Linked DNA regions of Mus musculus: region 1 is linked to region 2. Evidence: chromatin contacts called from public promoter capture Hi-C data. All regions are on one chromosome and are shown on one strand. The core of a region is the stretch at or near the end of the contact, and the rest is flanking DNA. Distances in the headings are between cores, read along the strand shown.

Region 1 (3,472 bases), core at 149-2,648, 2.1 Mb before region 2:
TGAACTGTGGGTAGAGATGGTTTCTTGGGCAGTCTCTCATTCCAGAAAAGGGTCTCCCCTGGGTGGGAACACAGAGAGGCGGCTTCCAGGTCCAGACACTAGAGGCAGGACTGGCCGTGTCTCAGCTAGGGCTATGCTGGCTTCCTTCTCCCAGATGAACCTGACTACCTGTCTGCTCTGCCTGTACCTTCATGTTACCTTCCTAACCCAGGAGCACCAGCACCAAGGCAGCTCAGTGGCTGGGATCAGAGGGAAGTCGGGAGACTGGCGCTAGCTACCTTAACAGGCTTCTTCCTCCCTAATGCTGCACACACCTGAACCCTTAATTGCCACGGGATTCTGGGGACACCTTTGGACTTACAAAATATGTTCAGATGCTTAATTTTTCCCTTCTAAACTCAGAAAGGAGGTGAAGAGAGAGCAGAGCTTTCTGGAGTGCATGTCACTGAATGGAGTTTCAGGGTAGACAGCGTGGAGAAGTGGGCTCCAGTTTAAGTGCAGTACCCACAGTCAGCAAGGAAAAAGCCCATCCCTAGTGGGTTGAACCTCGGCTCCCTCCAGAACCACTCCAGATCCCTGGAAAGTGTCCCATATATAAGCGGTGAGGCCTTCTCCTGAACACTGTGTTGTTTCCCTGTAGGCCATTCCAAGGCCTACACAAGATACTGTCAAGAAATCAACCCTCTGTGGTGGCCTTCTTCCACAGCGAGGCCTATGCAGCAGGTGGCTCAGGGCCCCCCTGAGGTGTGAAGTCAACCTCCCCAGTGCGGTGGGGTGGGGTGGAGTGTCCGTGGTGCCTACCTCCCCTTACGGCATCAGGGTAGTCCCAGACTGTCCTGTAGGGTCAGAGTGGTGCCAGCCTCCCCTGTGGGGTCAGGAGGGATCCTCCTCCCCTATGGGGTCAGGGTGGAACCGGCCTTCCACGTCCGGCCAGGATGGACCTAGAGCTACCTCTATCCCAGCGGGGTCATGACTGAGCCTCCTCTCCTGTGCGGTCAGATCCTCCTTCCCAGTGGAGTCAGGGTGGAACCGGCCTCCAGTGGGGTCAGGATGGAGCCCGTCCGCCCCGGTCAGGACGGAACTCGCCTCCCCTGTGAGGTCCGGTCAGGATAGAACCGGCCTCCCCTCGGGGACCCGGGATGAACGTTAGAGCCCCAGTGGGGTCCCCAAGGCCGGCGGGCAGGGGCTTCGCACAGACGCGCCGAGCCCTGCCGGGCCGTCACTCACAGCTTCTGGCTCAGCCCCGCCTGGCTGCTGGGCTGGAAGTCGCTGACGATGATGCCGAGCTGCCGAATGTTCTCCACGAACTTCTCCAGGTGCTCCTCCAGATGGTCAAACTTCTCCGCCATCGCCGGCTCCGCCCGCCTCTTAGCCTCAGCTCCGAGCGACTCCGGGTCCACAGTGCTCGCCCGCTTCCGGCTTCCGGAAGCCCACATCCGTTTCCTCGGGGGCGGGGCCTCCTGGGGGCGGGGCCCGGGCGCTATGGGCGGGGCAAGAGACGGGGTAAGCCTTTGAAGGGAAAACCCGCTTGGAAGCTTCTGAACTGTGTGTGTGGGAAATGTTAACCTGGAAAACACAGCAAAGGCATGTGTAAAGGGGCAAAAATGAAAACTCTTAGCTGGTACCTAGCTTTTCTCAGTAAAGAAAAAACAAGTCTCATCAGGGAAGTAAAGAAAGCTAGATTGAAGGACAAGAATTTAGATACAGTGGACCTTGTATGTTCATAATCTGGAAAGCTTGCGAGATGTAAGCAATTTTCTTTAAAAGATAATTATCTGGGCCCAGTGAAATGGTTCAGTGGGTGAAGACGCTTGCTGCTAACCCCGACAACCTGAGTTTGGTCTCCAGAATCCTACATGGCAGGAGGAGAGAACAGAATTCTATAAGCTGCCCTCTGACCTCCAGACAGGTACTGTGTCACAGGTATGCCCACACACGGCATACACAGACACACAATACATAATAAGAAAATGTATTTAAGTGGGAAAGTCAAAATAGAGCCATGCTTTTTAAAACTGGCCAGGAGACAACAATCACTTTCAAAAAGAAAAGAAAGAAGGAAAGAGAGAAGGAAAAAAGGGAGGGAGGGAGGGAGGGAGGAAGGAAAGAAGGAAATACCTAAGCCCTAGGTACTTTTCAACTCACTTTTTAAATTAATCAAACATTAAAGAACAAATTATTTCAAACTTCTGCAGACACTTTTAAGTGCTAGAAAAGGAACATTTCACAATTCAATTAAAAGGGGTGGTGAATTTGATATGAAAACCAGTCCTGAAGGACAAAAAGAAGAAATATAAGTAAGTCTTTCAACCTTCATGAAAGGAGAGACAAGGGGACAAGTGAGAGAGACAAATAGGGAGAATGGGGATGCCAAGGGATGTATACAGGTTCTCTGTGTTAGACTAACAGAACTTAGAGAGAGAGAGAGAGAGAGAGAGAGAGAGAGAGAGAGCGCACACGTAATATGAATTTATTAGAATAACTTATAGGCTGCCGTCCAGCTATTCCAATGGTGGATGGCAGTGAACAGAGAGTCCAAGAATCCAGTAGTTGCTCAGTTCAGTCCGTGACACTGGATGTCTCAGCTGGTCTTTGCTGGTCTTCAGTATACACTGGAATCCCAAAGAATCAGACTTTAATGTCAGTGAAGGAATGGATGTGCTAGCAAGGCAAGGGCAAGCAGGCAAAGAACAAAAGCTTCCTTCTTCCATGTCCTTATATAGGCTTCCAGCAGAAGGTGTGGCCCAGATTAAAGTTGCACCTCCCCACCTCACTATCCAGATCAAAGGTGTATGTCTTTTTATCTTAAAGGTTCAGAGCAGAAATGGATCCACCCACTTCAAACCAAGCAAAAACGTCCCTAACAGACACACCCTCTATTTCTGGATTCCTGTTCATTCCATATGTAGTCAAGTTGACCACCAAGACTAGCCATCCCAGCTCTCCAAATGCCCAGAACTGATATGTTGAATGCATGTATATTTAGTTTTATATATGTGGTGTTAGAGTGTCTGACAGGGTGTGTCAGGGGTGATATAGCAATGGCTGATTCATGGTGGAAAAACTGAGAATCCAGTTGCTGTTCATTCCGCGGAGCTGCATGTTTCTGCGCCCCCAATCTGTTGCTGGACTCCTGGGAGATTCCTGGAGAGCTATCAGGGTATGGTCTTCATTGGGATCTGAAGGTCATTGGATTTAGTATGGGCTCCGGCAACAGGAGAGATGAACTTGCCAGAGAGAGTGAAGGCAAGCAGGCAAAATTTTTCTTCCATGTCTTATAAGCTGTTAGTAGGTGTGACCCAGTGTATTAGTTAGAGTTCTCTAGAGTCACAGAACTTATGGATAGTCTCTATATAGTAAAGGAATTTATTGATGAGTTACAGTCTGCAGTCCAACTCCCAACAATGGTCAGTAGCAGCTGTGAATGGAAGTCCAAGGATCTAGCAGTTACTCAGTCCCACGCGGCAAGCAC
Region 2 (3,396 bases), core at 356-2,855:
CAGACCTAAGGATCTCTGGCAAATGGACATTATGAATGTTCCTTCTTTTAGCATACGTTCTTTTGTCCACGTTTGTGCAGGAACCTTCTCTCATGCCATAGTCACCTGGGCAAGGACAGTATTATTAGAAAACAAACTCATGCTCTGTAAGAATATTACCTACTCTCAACTACATAACAATCTCCTTCGCTTACTGTAAGTGAACATAGATTTTAGAGGAATTTGGTCAAATCTCACAGCTAATCCAGAATGTTTGTATGGGTGAAACTAAAATAATCAAGTTTTTATAAAATGATAGTATGTCTGATAAAGTTGAAACTGCCAACATGGTCTAAGGAAACATATAAGGCCTGAGAATCAGACTGTGGTAAACTCTCCCTAAGTATGCCTGGGCCCCTAATATCATGCTAAATGGGGCTTCCTGTATGTTCAGTTAGGTTCTGCATGTTCGTTTTGTTCCTATACCATATTAGTTCCTCCTCTTCCTCTTGAATTAACCAATCCCACTAGGAGGAAATGGAAACTGCAGAACAGTTGAGGGTGAATGCTGCATCCTCACAGATCAGCACCTCCCAGAGGAGTCAGTGCCCTCTCAGGTAGGTTTACATGTAACAGACACAAACATACATGCACACACACGCACATGCACATGTACACTGGAATCCTAGACATGTCCAGAAATGCTAAGGCCTTATGGTTGATGACAGTGCCCTTCACTGCAGCATTCAGGAGGAGTACAGACTAGTCATGACCTCATTCTAAACAGACATGCCAATCAAGTGTTCAGGTGAATGTACTGCTTGACTCTAGTTTCTCTAAGTGGAGCTGTATCCCTGGGTTAACACACTGCCTGGAATACAAGAATTGATAGGAACTTCACATAGTCTCTGTTCTGAATCAGTTTCCCTGTGAATCAGAATGCATCACAGAAACATGAAATCTTCCTTGTGATGGATGGGGTTCATACCTTTGTCTCAAGCATGAACTGCACAGGAATAAACTTTCCTAAAGAAGTGAGGGAAGTTCAAGACAGATACCAAATATTAAATAGTCTGAAACATGAATGATGGCATGATCAGGAGAGAGAGGAAATTCTATAAGGAACATCAAAGGGAACAAGGGAAATCCTATAGTGCACAGTGTACCAAAAGTCAGTAGACTCACCAGTGTGATCCCAGGAGCTCTGCGCCTCCTGCTGGGAGATGGGGAGGAGGAAAGCCTGTGCTCAGAGAACACCCGGTGGTGACTAGTTTTGATTTCCTGTTCTTCTGTCTTAAGCACCTGAGATGCTGCATGTCAGGCGGGATCACCAAGCGTGGTTTCATTAAAGAAATGCTCAGTCCTACATTACCTTCCTGCTTCCTTATTTTTAAGTAAAGCAGACCATGAAAGCATGATTTCCCATGTGTTAGTATGATTTCATAAGTAGATTTGAGCTTTAAAATCACGTTTTAGCAGAAATAACTAGCATGTATAATTAACATTACTGAGAAAGGCTCGACTCACAGGCTAACATCCCTTGCTGAGACCACAGCACTTCAAAAGAGCCCGAATGCCCTGTGGCTGCCCATGTGCCTGTTTCTTTCCAATTTCACTTGCTCACACTTAGGCAGGTACCCAGGCAGTGCACCGAACTCCTTTGGTGTGTTCCTGGAAGTCCTTTACACTGATTTGTGGGAGATGTAGTCCCAACAATTATGACGACTCCAGAAGGGGCCGTTGGTACCAAACTTCCGGATTCGTTCTTAAACCTTGCTTCTCCCCAAAGTTAATCGAGTGTCTTGGGTTTGGATCCCTGACATGGAGGTTGGTGCAGGGAGCAGTGCGGTCGTACAGATCTGAGGGACTGTGCAGGATGGCGGGTCAGGCGCGGAGGGAGCTGGCTCAGGCTGGTTGGGAGACGGGGGGGGGGGGGGGGCGGGGGGCGAGGGGGCCGCCGACCTGGAGGTACTGTGTTGACCTAGGATGGGCCACTGCCCCTAGGAGCAGGATTGGCCGGGAAGAATGTTAGAGACAAGGGGATGGCAAGGGCAGGCTGGGTCTGCTGACTGCCTGTGCGGAGATGCTGAAGGGAGCATTCTACTTTGCTCTGCCTAGCTGACCCTTACTCATGTGATTGTAGTCTGAGTCCCAGCACTTACAGAACTTCCGGAAGTTCCAGGGACAGAGAGTCTTGTGAGGGCGACTGTTGTGTGGGATGTTAGTTTCTTTTCTTTTGGAATGAATTGTTAGATTTATGGATGCCTCGGGTTGAGTAGGAATTCCTAATGTACACCTCTGTGACCTGAGTCGTCACAATACAAGGCTATGTAGCTACAGAATAATCTTGGAATTGTTTTGAACTTATGTTGGCACAATCCAAATAATTATGGATTTTACACTTAAGCTTAAAATCACTAGACAGCAGTGCCCCAATAATACTATCTGAGTATATTTATTTTTTCAAAATTTGGACTGCATTTCTGATAGGATAGTACACTTGTGTGATGAGAGAAAGATCGCAGGGAGGGGCTGGAATGCCTGAAAGGGAAGGGAGAAAATATCTCTGCTAATAGGCCAGGCTCTGAACATTGTTCTCTTACCACATGATTTACTTCTGTCTGTTCACATTATCAGCAGTGACTAATCTCTTCTAAAAGTACTCTGTCCCTCAATGTGGCTTTCTGGTTTACTGATGCTTCCTGGATAGTTCTAGAAAGGATTCCCCAAGTTTTTGTACTGTCTTTGAGAGACTGTAAGATAAATTTCAAAAGCTGTAGCACACTTGGGGGTCTTAAGGTTTACACATAGTAGGTTCCTGTTCATGCAAAATGCACAGTTCTCCTCTTGAAGGGTTAAGAGAATAGTTTAGCCCAGAGCCATTTAATTGGCCATGATCTGAGAAGACAGATTTAGTTTAGTGAAAATTCCATACTCCAACTTGGAAGCAGTTTCATGGTTTTACAGAACAAATAATGTCATTAGCCAAGTAAATTTTAAAATACATTGATGTGAGTCTGATAGAGGTATGTACTGTGAGACATGGGAGATGTTCTATTCACCAAAGATACCATTTGATGAGATTTTAGCTTTTGGACTGATAGAAGCTCATGTTCTGCCTAGTCAGTGGATTCTGGGAGTTTCTTTTAAACTATTGTCACAAGCTGTGTGGTCCACTACAGAGTAAGGTAATGACTGCCCTTGAAGAGAAAACCAGCCCAAGGTAAGGCAGCCAACCCTGAACCTGCAGAATTCCAGGCTCTGCCCCTCCGTGAACTTCCACATGGGCCACCAGTCTCTGCACACACAGACCCCTTACAAGAGTTTTGCATTCACAGTCAGACACTCATTTTTTTTTTTTGTTTTTGTGTTTGCTTTTTCAGGGTTTCTCCTCCACAGCCCCTCCCCCTATCTCAG

Evidence for each region. Promoter capture Hi-C pulls out the DNA fragments that hold promoters and counts their contacts.
Region 1: a contact with region 2 is called in a promoter capture Hi-C map of pre-B cells, with 4 times the contacts expected there. The contact joins the promoter of Med10 here to the promoter of Zfp85os in region 2. A contact is called at or near these places in 2 of 39 promoter capture datasets (frontonasal cranial neural crest and pre-B cells).

The regions. Positions count from the first base shown.
Region 1 is chr13:69,807,808-69,811,279 of GRCm38.p6, reverse strand. Med10 (mediator complex subunit 10) reads right to left here and starts at 1,398. Exons shown (of 4, transcript NM_138596.2): 1 at 1,228-1,398. The coding sequence starts at 1,349.
Region 2 is chr13:67,727,471-67,730,866 of GRCm38.p6, reverse strand. It overlaps Zfp85os (zinc finger protein 85, opposite strand), which reads right to left and starts at 1,605. Exons shown (of 3, transcript NR_027969.1): 1 at 1,165-1,605. Zfp65 (zinc finger protein 65) reads left to right here and starts at 1,694. Exons shown (of 4, transcript NM_145622.2): 1 at 1,694-1,806. The coding sequence starts at 1,801.